2 separate regions of the Zea mays genome follow, and region 2 is linked to region 1. The links are chromatin contacts, called in public Hi-C maps. All regions are on one chromosome and are shown on one strand. The core of a region is the stretch at or near the end of the contact, and the rest is flanking DNA. Distances in the headings are between cores, read along the strand shown.

What was found. A called contact is a pair of places that touch in the nucleus more often than the background predicts.
Region 2: a contact with region 1 is called in a Hi-C map of tassel, with 2.8 times the contacts expected there. The contact joins two enhancer-like sites. A contact is called at or near these places in 2 of 25 Hi-C or Micro-C datasets (endosperm and tassel).

What each region holds. Positions count from the first base shown.
Region 1 is chr3:25,957,935-25,961,762 of Zm-B73-REFERENCE-NAM-5.0, forward strand. No RefSeq gene overlaps it. Among protein-coding and RNA genes, the nearest start is that of LOC100191481, 4.8 kb to the right of the region's middle. Within about 2 kb of position 1,742, at least 17 of the 20 cell types and tissues checked have an H3K27ac peak or open chromatin away from gene starts, as enhancers often do. A contact at or near this core is called in tassel, where this site is marked.
Region 2 is chr3:26,128,251-26,132,078 of Zm-B73-REFERENCE-NAM-5.0, forward strand. No RefSeq gene overlaps it. Among protein-coding and RNA genes, the nearest start is that of LOC100191394, 15 kb to the right of the region's middle. Within about 2 kb of position 2,156, at least 17 of the 20 cell types and tissues checked have an H3K27ac peak or open chromatin away from gene starts, as enhancers often do. A contact at or near this core is called in tassel, where this site is marked.

The DNA.
Region 1 (3,828 bases), core at 492-2,991:
TTTTCAAAACCATGCTTCTTCTCAAATTTTATAACATATTTTATTTTTCCTTAAACTGTTTGATCTTCTCTTCACATCTGCTCATGTGGTTTGTTCATGCTTGTCCTTATGCAACTTGTATTACTTGTGATATGTCTTTTCTCCCCCATCATATGATTCTGCTTGTCCATGTGCAGATTCCATGGTTTTTTTTTCCGAAGGTAACACTGAGCCAACAGTTGAGGTTATTTCCCTATATATTGAGATGTTTGCTTTGCTATTTTAGAAGTCATTTTCTCAAGAAGCTCTATCTTCTTGTTTTGTTAGTCTGAGATACTTAAAGCACTGGAAAGAGCAAAATTTAATGGTTGCCAATAGGAAAGAATCATGCTACTCGAGGTGTTCTGAACTCTGGAGCAATGCTTGTCTGTTTTTAGTGCTAAAAGTACGACTTTTGACAGCATGGTCACAAGAATAATGTCTATTGAACCAGTAATTGTTTCTACTGATTGTAGGTATGGGCACAATTAAACATTCCTGCAATTATTGAACCACAATTTTCTCGATAAGTTAGATTTTTTTCTCATTGTTTCTGCAAAGGTTGTTTTATAGATACCAGCAATGAGGAAAAAATCAAACACTAAAATAACATAAATGGTCCAACTATTTGGTAGTGCATTTTATTTGTAGCTGTAGATGTGAGAAATATTTTTTTGAAAAAAACTTGGTCAAAATTAGAGAAGTTTGACTTAGGACAAAAATAAAATGTCCTATAATTTGAGCAAAGGGTTAAGTTGCAAGGTAGTCATAAGCTATTGTACTATAATGCGGAACATTGGAGATGTCCTTTTGAGCTTATGCTGGGAACCAGAAATCTTTTTGAACATATGGTTCACATATCTAATAATAAACTGATAAAAATCAATATTACACTTAGTCAAAAGGTCGAGAAAGATATGAATTAAAAAAAGAATCTGAACCTATTTTTTTTATAGCTAGCTCGGTTACTCATCTCCCTTCACCTAGTGAGATGGTACTATGTGGGAGCATCGTGCTACATGTGGTTTCATGTCGTGTTTGTGCTTGGGTGATTTCTTATGGCCCTTTTGCGGTGTAATGTAAATTTATTGAGCCCATTGTTAGACGAGAAAGCTTATTGGGCTCATTGTTATAGATCTACGTGTTTCGTACGTGACGCACGACACACGAAACCGATGTTTAAAGTAGTAGAGATTGGCTTCATCCACCGCCTATGCCCGGTGATCAAAGAGAAGGTACATCTTGAGAGCACTGACCTCTAACTACTCGTCATATTGATTTGTGTTGCACATAGAGAAATCGTAATCGGTGCACGGATAACTTACTAGTACTAGTATTCCGTGAGGCCTCTCTTCCCGTGGGGCAGGTTTGTCAGCACCATAGTGGAGTATATACGGCAGGTGAGCCATGGAATCGATGCTCTTATCACACGCACGTTTTATTCGTGGATCTCTGTTCCAGCTTCTGGCTCGACGACAGGCTCCTGCTCCCTCGTGAACCGCACAATACAATACAAGTGGAGGAGGACAGGACGGCATGTCTGCTTCCTCCTCTTGCCTTCGGTTCGGTCAGTTTGGCAGCCAAGCCGGCACCGGCAGGCTGCAGGGGCATCTGGGCGCGCACAAACGATGCGCCAAATAAGCCGGTCAGTGATACACCCACATACCCACTAGCTCGGTCTACAGATTGCGCCGACTAGCAGACGAGTCCCTCGATCTCATTGGCTGCTTGAAGCAACATGTGGACGTCCACGACGGACAACTAAAGGAACGCTTCGCCATGGCCCATGGGCCCAAACGCCATGGGCAGAGTGAGCTTGTGACTTAAGCAACTCGAGTGAGCTTGTGACTTAAGCAAGGCTTCGTCTCTAGATTTTCTATGGAAAAAAGTCAGAGCTCTGCATTTTTTAAAATGATTTATACTACGTAGAAAACGTGCGTGTGAAGAAAAAAAATTATAAATAGTACATTAGAGGCTTTGGCTCTGGTTATGACTATAGCACTACTATATACTCCTTCAGTTTCTTTTTAGTTGTCGCTGGATAGTTCAATTTTGCACTATTCAGCGACAACTAAAACGAAACGGAGAGAGTACTAATCTATTAGAAACCTATTGTGTCACCTGGTGATACCTACCACGGACAAGAGCATATACACCACATTGGTTTCTCCTCTCTCTCTTCGGATGGGGCTCATAGTCCACCGTATACTTGTCTTGTTCCTTAACAACTTTCTTCCATTTTCGCCAGGACAACATCAGTAACAACAAACGTCGGATTTTAGGTTTAGTAGTCGAACTGTTTTACAATGGTTCCTGCATTCAAATTTCATTTCTTTAACGACCTCCCTGTCCCTGACACCACGCGGTCCCAATCAGCGCTACTGCTGTTGTGCGGCTGTGCCTGTGCATGTGCCACACCTCCTGCTTGCACCGACGGTGAGCACAGGCGTCGTCATCAGTTCAGCTAATCAGCTAGGAGCAGAAGAAGGCAAGCAGTTGATTGAATTATCAGTACATACAGAAAAGGATCACGACAGGCGTCGTCGTCAGTTCAGCTACGATGCGGAGAACGGTCAAACAGAGCAGAAGGTTTTTGGTTGGGGAGAACGGTCAAACAGAGCAGAAGGTCGTCAGTTCTACTCTGAAATGTAGAGTCTAGACTCATCTGACCTCCCCTTCGATCGTCGTCCCTGGGAGTTCCCGGTGAACAGGCAGGCAGGCAGGCAGGTTCGAGGGGCGTTTCCTGACCGACGGTGGTGTGATTTGGAACGCCTGAAACGCGTGGAGTGGACGACACACGATTGTTCAACGCTGTTCTGTTGGGAATTCGGTCGGAAAGCGCGCGAGGGCTCGTTGTGTTGTGTGTCTCGTTGGAGAACCAAGGGCGGAAGGCCAAGTTGGGTTCCTCGCGTCCGTCCGTCCGTCCGTGGCTGGCACTAGTGGCAGCGCCGATGTGCAAGCGCGACCGAATGCCCGTCAGCGCATGGCCACTTGTCGCTCTCGTGAAGCGATGTTGCAACCACTGCTGCATCTCTGCGTGGTGCGCCACTGCCACCCCTCAATCAGTGGCTGGCGGATCGATCATGGACGGTGCTTCGTTCTCTTTCTCCTCCTGCTGCTACACGTAGTACTCTGTGGCCCTTCTTTGCATGAGCATGACGGCGCGGCGATTCAGCAAGGAATTGAACTACTAGGTAGGTAGTAGCTAGGTCTACCTATATATATATATATATATATATATATATATATATATATATATATATATATATATATATATATATATATATATAGCTAAACGGTCTGCGCACGGTACTGGCATCAACACTATTAGACACGACACTATTAGACATTACTATCGTAATCATGTTGTATTGTGCCGACTTTAGTGTCTATCCATCGGCCTAAACACGACACTATAGTGTCTAATCGTGTTGTATTGTGCCAACACTAGTGTCTATCCATCGGCCTAAACACGACACTATAGTGTCTAATCGTACTGTATTGTGCCAACACTAGTGTCTATCCATCGGCCTAAACACCACACTATAGCGTCTAATCGTGTTGTGTCGATACTATACAACATTAACACCTATTTCACTTTAAGAGCTTAAAAAACACAGAAGATTTTTAAGATTATATTTATAATTTTAAAACTTGAATATATATATATATATATTATAAAGTGAGTTTATTATGTTTAAAATCATAACAAATCACGATGACATACACACGTCACAATACATCCATAGACCACTAGTTAGTCTAAGTCGTGACCAATCGTATCGACCAGTGGCGAAGACGAAGCCACCG
Region 2 (3,828 bases), core at 906-3,405, 170 kb after region 1:
GCATGAGTGAGGACAAAGTGCGCACAAAAGATTCGTGTTGGTCTGTGGGGACAATATATGATCCTAGAAAGCTGCTAGGAGTAAGTATCGCCGGTCCGACAGTGGACCGGTGTGTTACAATTGGTATCAGAGCCAACACTCGCGGTTTCACCGGCGTGTGTGGGTTAGGGGTTCGGGTATATGGCACATGGCGCATGTGGGCCCGGAGTGGTCACATAACATTACATATCACAACACTAGACAAACAGACGTGACCAAGAGAGGAGGTTCCTGGCTTGGGGTTGACCGACGAGGACGTCGGTCTTCTAAGGGAGGTGGATTGTGATATCCTGACCCCAATGGATGGTGATATCATGGCCCAATGCTTAATAGAATTAATAGAGTACCTATACAAACAAGATGCATCTTCTTTTTCGGAAGCCTATCTCGAAAGAACCTTCAAGTTAAACGTGCTTGACTTGGAGCAATTTGGGATGGATGACCGACTGAGAAGTTTTGTTGGGTGCGCATGAGTGAGGACAAAGTGAGGACAAAAGATCCGTGTTTGTCTATGGAGACAATATATGGTCCTAAAAATCTGATAGGTGTAAGTACCGTCGGTCCGAAAGTGGAAGGAGTGTTACACGGAGGTTGCTAGCTCCTTATCTAGTCGTCGGCGCCATGCGACAACTTGTTGGTGGTCGTCCGTTGCTGGCCACGCCGTGCAGCAGGACGCCGGTGGGCCACACGCCGGTTCTGTGTCCGCAGTCGCCAGCGTGGCGGCGGAGATGGAGGCATTTGTCGGTCGTCGCTCGACGTCGTGTCTGGCGCTGTGTTCAGCGTCGTAGGCATGGCGCCTGCGTCTCTCGCCCCTGGGTCGTCGCGCTCCTCGGCAGCATTCGCGAGCAGGTGATAGCGGACCAAAGAAGATCGCTAGATTTAGCGGATGCTGAGAACCTCCGCTATTTAGAGGACCATATAGTGTTTTGTTGATGGAGCGATAAAGCAGGAGAAGAAACGCTAAATACAAAGGGCATGACACTTTAGAGCATCTCCAACAATGCCTCAAACTAATGCCTCAAATCGAAATATAGGGCTCTACACAGGAAAAACCACTCCAACGGTGCCTCAATTCAACAAATTTTGTCAAAAAACTATAGGGCACCCTCTCAAGTGCCTCAAATATACTACACCGTAGTGGGCTGCCCTATAATCTAGATTTGGGGCTTTACTGTTGGAGCAGGGTGTTTTGTTGGTGCCCTAAATTCTATAAAATTTACTTATTTTAAAATTATAAGACATTTTTATAGGTCACGTTGTTGGAGATGCTCTTACGGTTCTTTGTTGAGCGAGTCTGATTCCATGCGCATTACAATTCACACGACCAGTGATCATGCATGTAAATGTAACAATAAGACCCAACTTAGGCCCAAACCCAACCTATGGCCCATGTACGATGCATTCACATTCGCAGCCAGGCCCATGGCTCTTGGAGGAAATAGGGCCGAAATCAAAGCTGGCTTTTGTTGCAAAAGCTGCAACTTTCATCTTTATATATAAAAACGCTGTTATTATTCCTTTTTAATTGACCAGAAAGAGCTGCTAGCTGCCAACTGTACGGTACTGTGTATATGCATCTAGACCAAGAGATGGAACTCATGAATGAACGCGGGAGATGAAACCGACCGCCGGAAAGGTGGCCGCCTAACCGCCCTCAAAGGTCAAAACTACTTCCACTTCCACAGTTTGCACGGCGACCACAGACGAGCAGATTTTCGTCGCTATGGGCCCGATTGGTTGTCTTCCCAGAGTAGCTTGTCCCGTATCTAGGAACTAGGACTCAGCAGACCATACTTTGTGCATGCAAAAGGGGTATATTTGGATGTCTGGCTGTCACCGGCCTGGTTGCAGAAGATATTGTTTGGATGCCTGGCTGTCACCCTCCCGCCGAACTCACCAGCGCTCCTCACGCGCTCAGCAGCGGCCAGGCTCAGGAGAAACGAAAAAAAAGGTCGCACGCCGCTGGCCAGACCGAGGGGTGCCTCGTGCATCGGGAGGGCCAGACCCAATAAACTCTCCAGGTAACCAATCATCACATGAGCGTGGATGGGGAATATGCAGGTAACCAATCAGTCCCTATACCTATACCTATGAATCGGAGCGCGCGTCTCGTCGACGTCGCATCGCCATTGGCTGTCCAAGTGCTGTACTCCTGTACTGATGAAACAGACGGGAGGGGATACCTGGCCTGGCCGTGAGATTATCATCGTCTCCGTAGCAGTGCTAGCTGTACTGATCCAGCAGCCAGAGCCCAGGAGGTGGGCCGGAGCTCGACGGTGAGGTGACGGTCCAACCGAACCACCGAATCAACCGGCCGGATCGTACCGTAGCAGAGCAGGAGCAGCCACTGGCCGCAAAGCAAATGAAAGAAACTGAATTGAAGAGAGAGTTCTTCGGCCTACTTACAAATCTCCACCCCCCAACAAGCTTCGTTGGATGTTAGCCCGTTTTTTTTTATAAAAAAAATCAAAATTAGGCTGCCTAATATTTACCAATGCTATCGACTCTCTTCTTCTTCGCAAATTGTCATTTTCTTCTTCTTAGCAAATTGGCCCACGGTACTTTCCAAGCTACAACTAACAACTAATTAAATAAAGAGAAAGGGGGCTTCCGTCCGAGGATATTAGTACCGGTTGATTTAGAATCGATCCTGACTTGACATCTTTTTTTAATCGTCGTGTTTTTGTAGAGGATATTACTACCAATCAGTGTCCACAACCGGTACCAATGTTAAGTTATCATTACTGGTTGAAGACACCAAATGGTACTTATGTATTTTAAGTTGGCGTCATAGAACCGAGAGGTCTTTAGTAGCGGTTCTATTCAGAAACCGGCACTAAAGCTCCCTTTTTAGTTTCCATCGACATAAAAGTAAGGGAGAATTACATGCCGCACCACTGCATGGCACACAACCTCAGATTTCACCTTAGCAATGAAAATTCCTCAGTTCTACCCTTGTATTCGGAGCAACGCATCACTAAACCTCTCACCGTCAGCCGTTACCGTTTGCCGTCACCTGAAGTTGGGCCCCACACGCCACATCCCAAAATCCCCAATCGAACAACAGAATCCATCGCAAAAAGGGAGGCGCGCGGCGCTGCCCCTGCAGTTGTGCCGCCGCCCTAGGTTCCCGTCGCCGCTGGTGGTCGCCGTCGCCGTGGAGGCGCGCGGCGCTGCCCCTGCAGTTGTGCCGCCGCCCTAGGTTCCCGTCGCCGCTGGTGGTCGCCGTCGCCGTGGAGGCGCGCGGCGCTGCCCCTGTCGTGGCTCCATACACCCTCGATCACGCGGCTGCTCCTCGCCCGGAGCCCGGTAGACATCGCCGCCGCTGGTGGTCGTCGTGGAGGCGCACGGCGCTGCCCCTGACGTGGCTCCAGGCGCCCTGGGCCACGCGGTCGCCGTCCCCTGCCGTGGCTCCAGAGTGCTTCGGGAATCGCCGTTGCTCACCGGTAAACACTGCTGCTGGTCGTCGTCCCCTATAGAAGTGCTCCCCTCTGGAATCACCGCTGCTCACCTTGGCCTGCTAGGCGCGCGTCGCAGCTGCTCCTGTCGTGGCCCTCGGGACGAGCCGCTGCTCACCATGGCCTGCTAGGCGCGCGGCGCAGCTGCTCTCCAGGAGTTAAAGGAACATGTGTGACAAATCTATATGGTGAATAATTCAAAAAAAATTAAGTTTTCGCATGACTTAGGCTTCTACGTGTTAAAGGAACATGTGTGACAAATCTTATGTCAAAATAAGAAAAAACTTTTTGAGAGTAGTACAAACTACTAACTTTATGTAGGATGTGATGA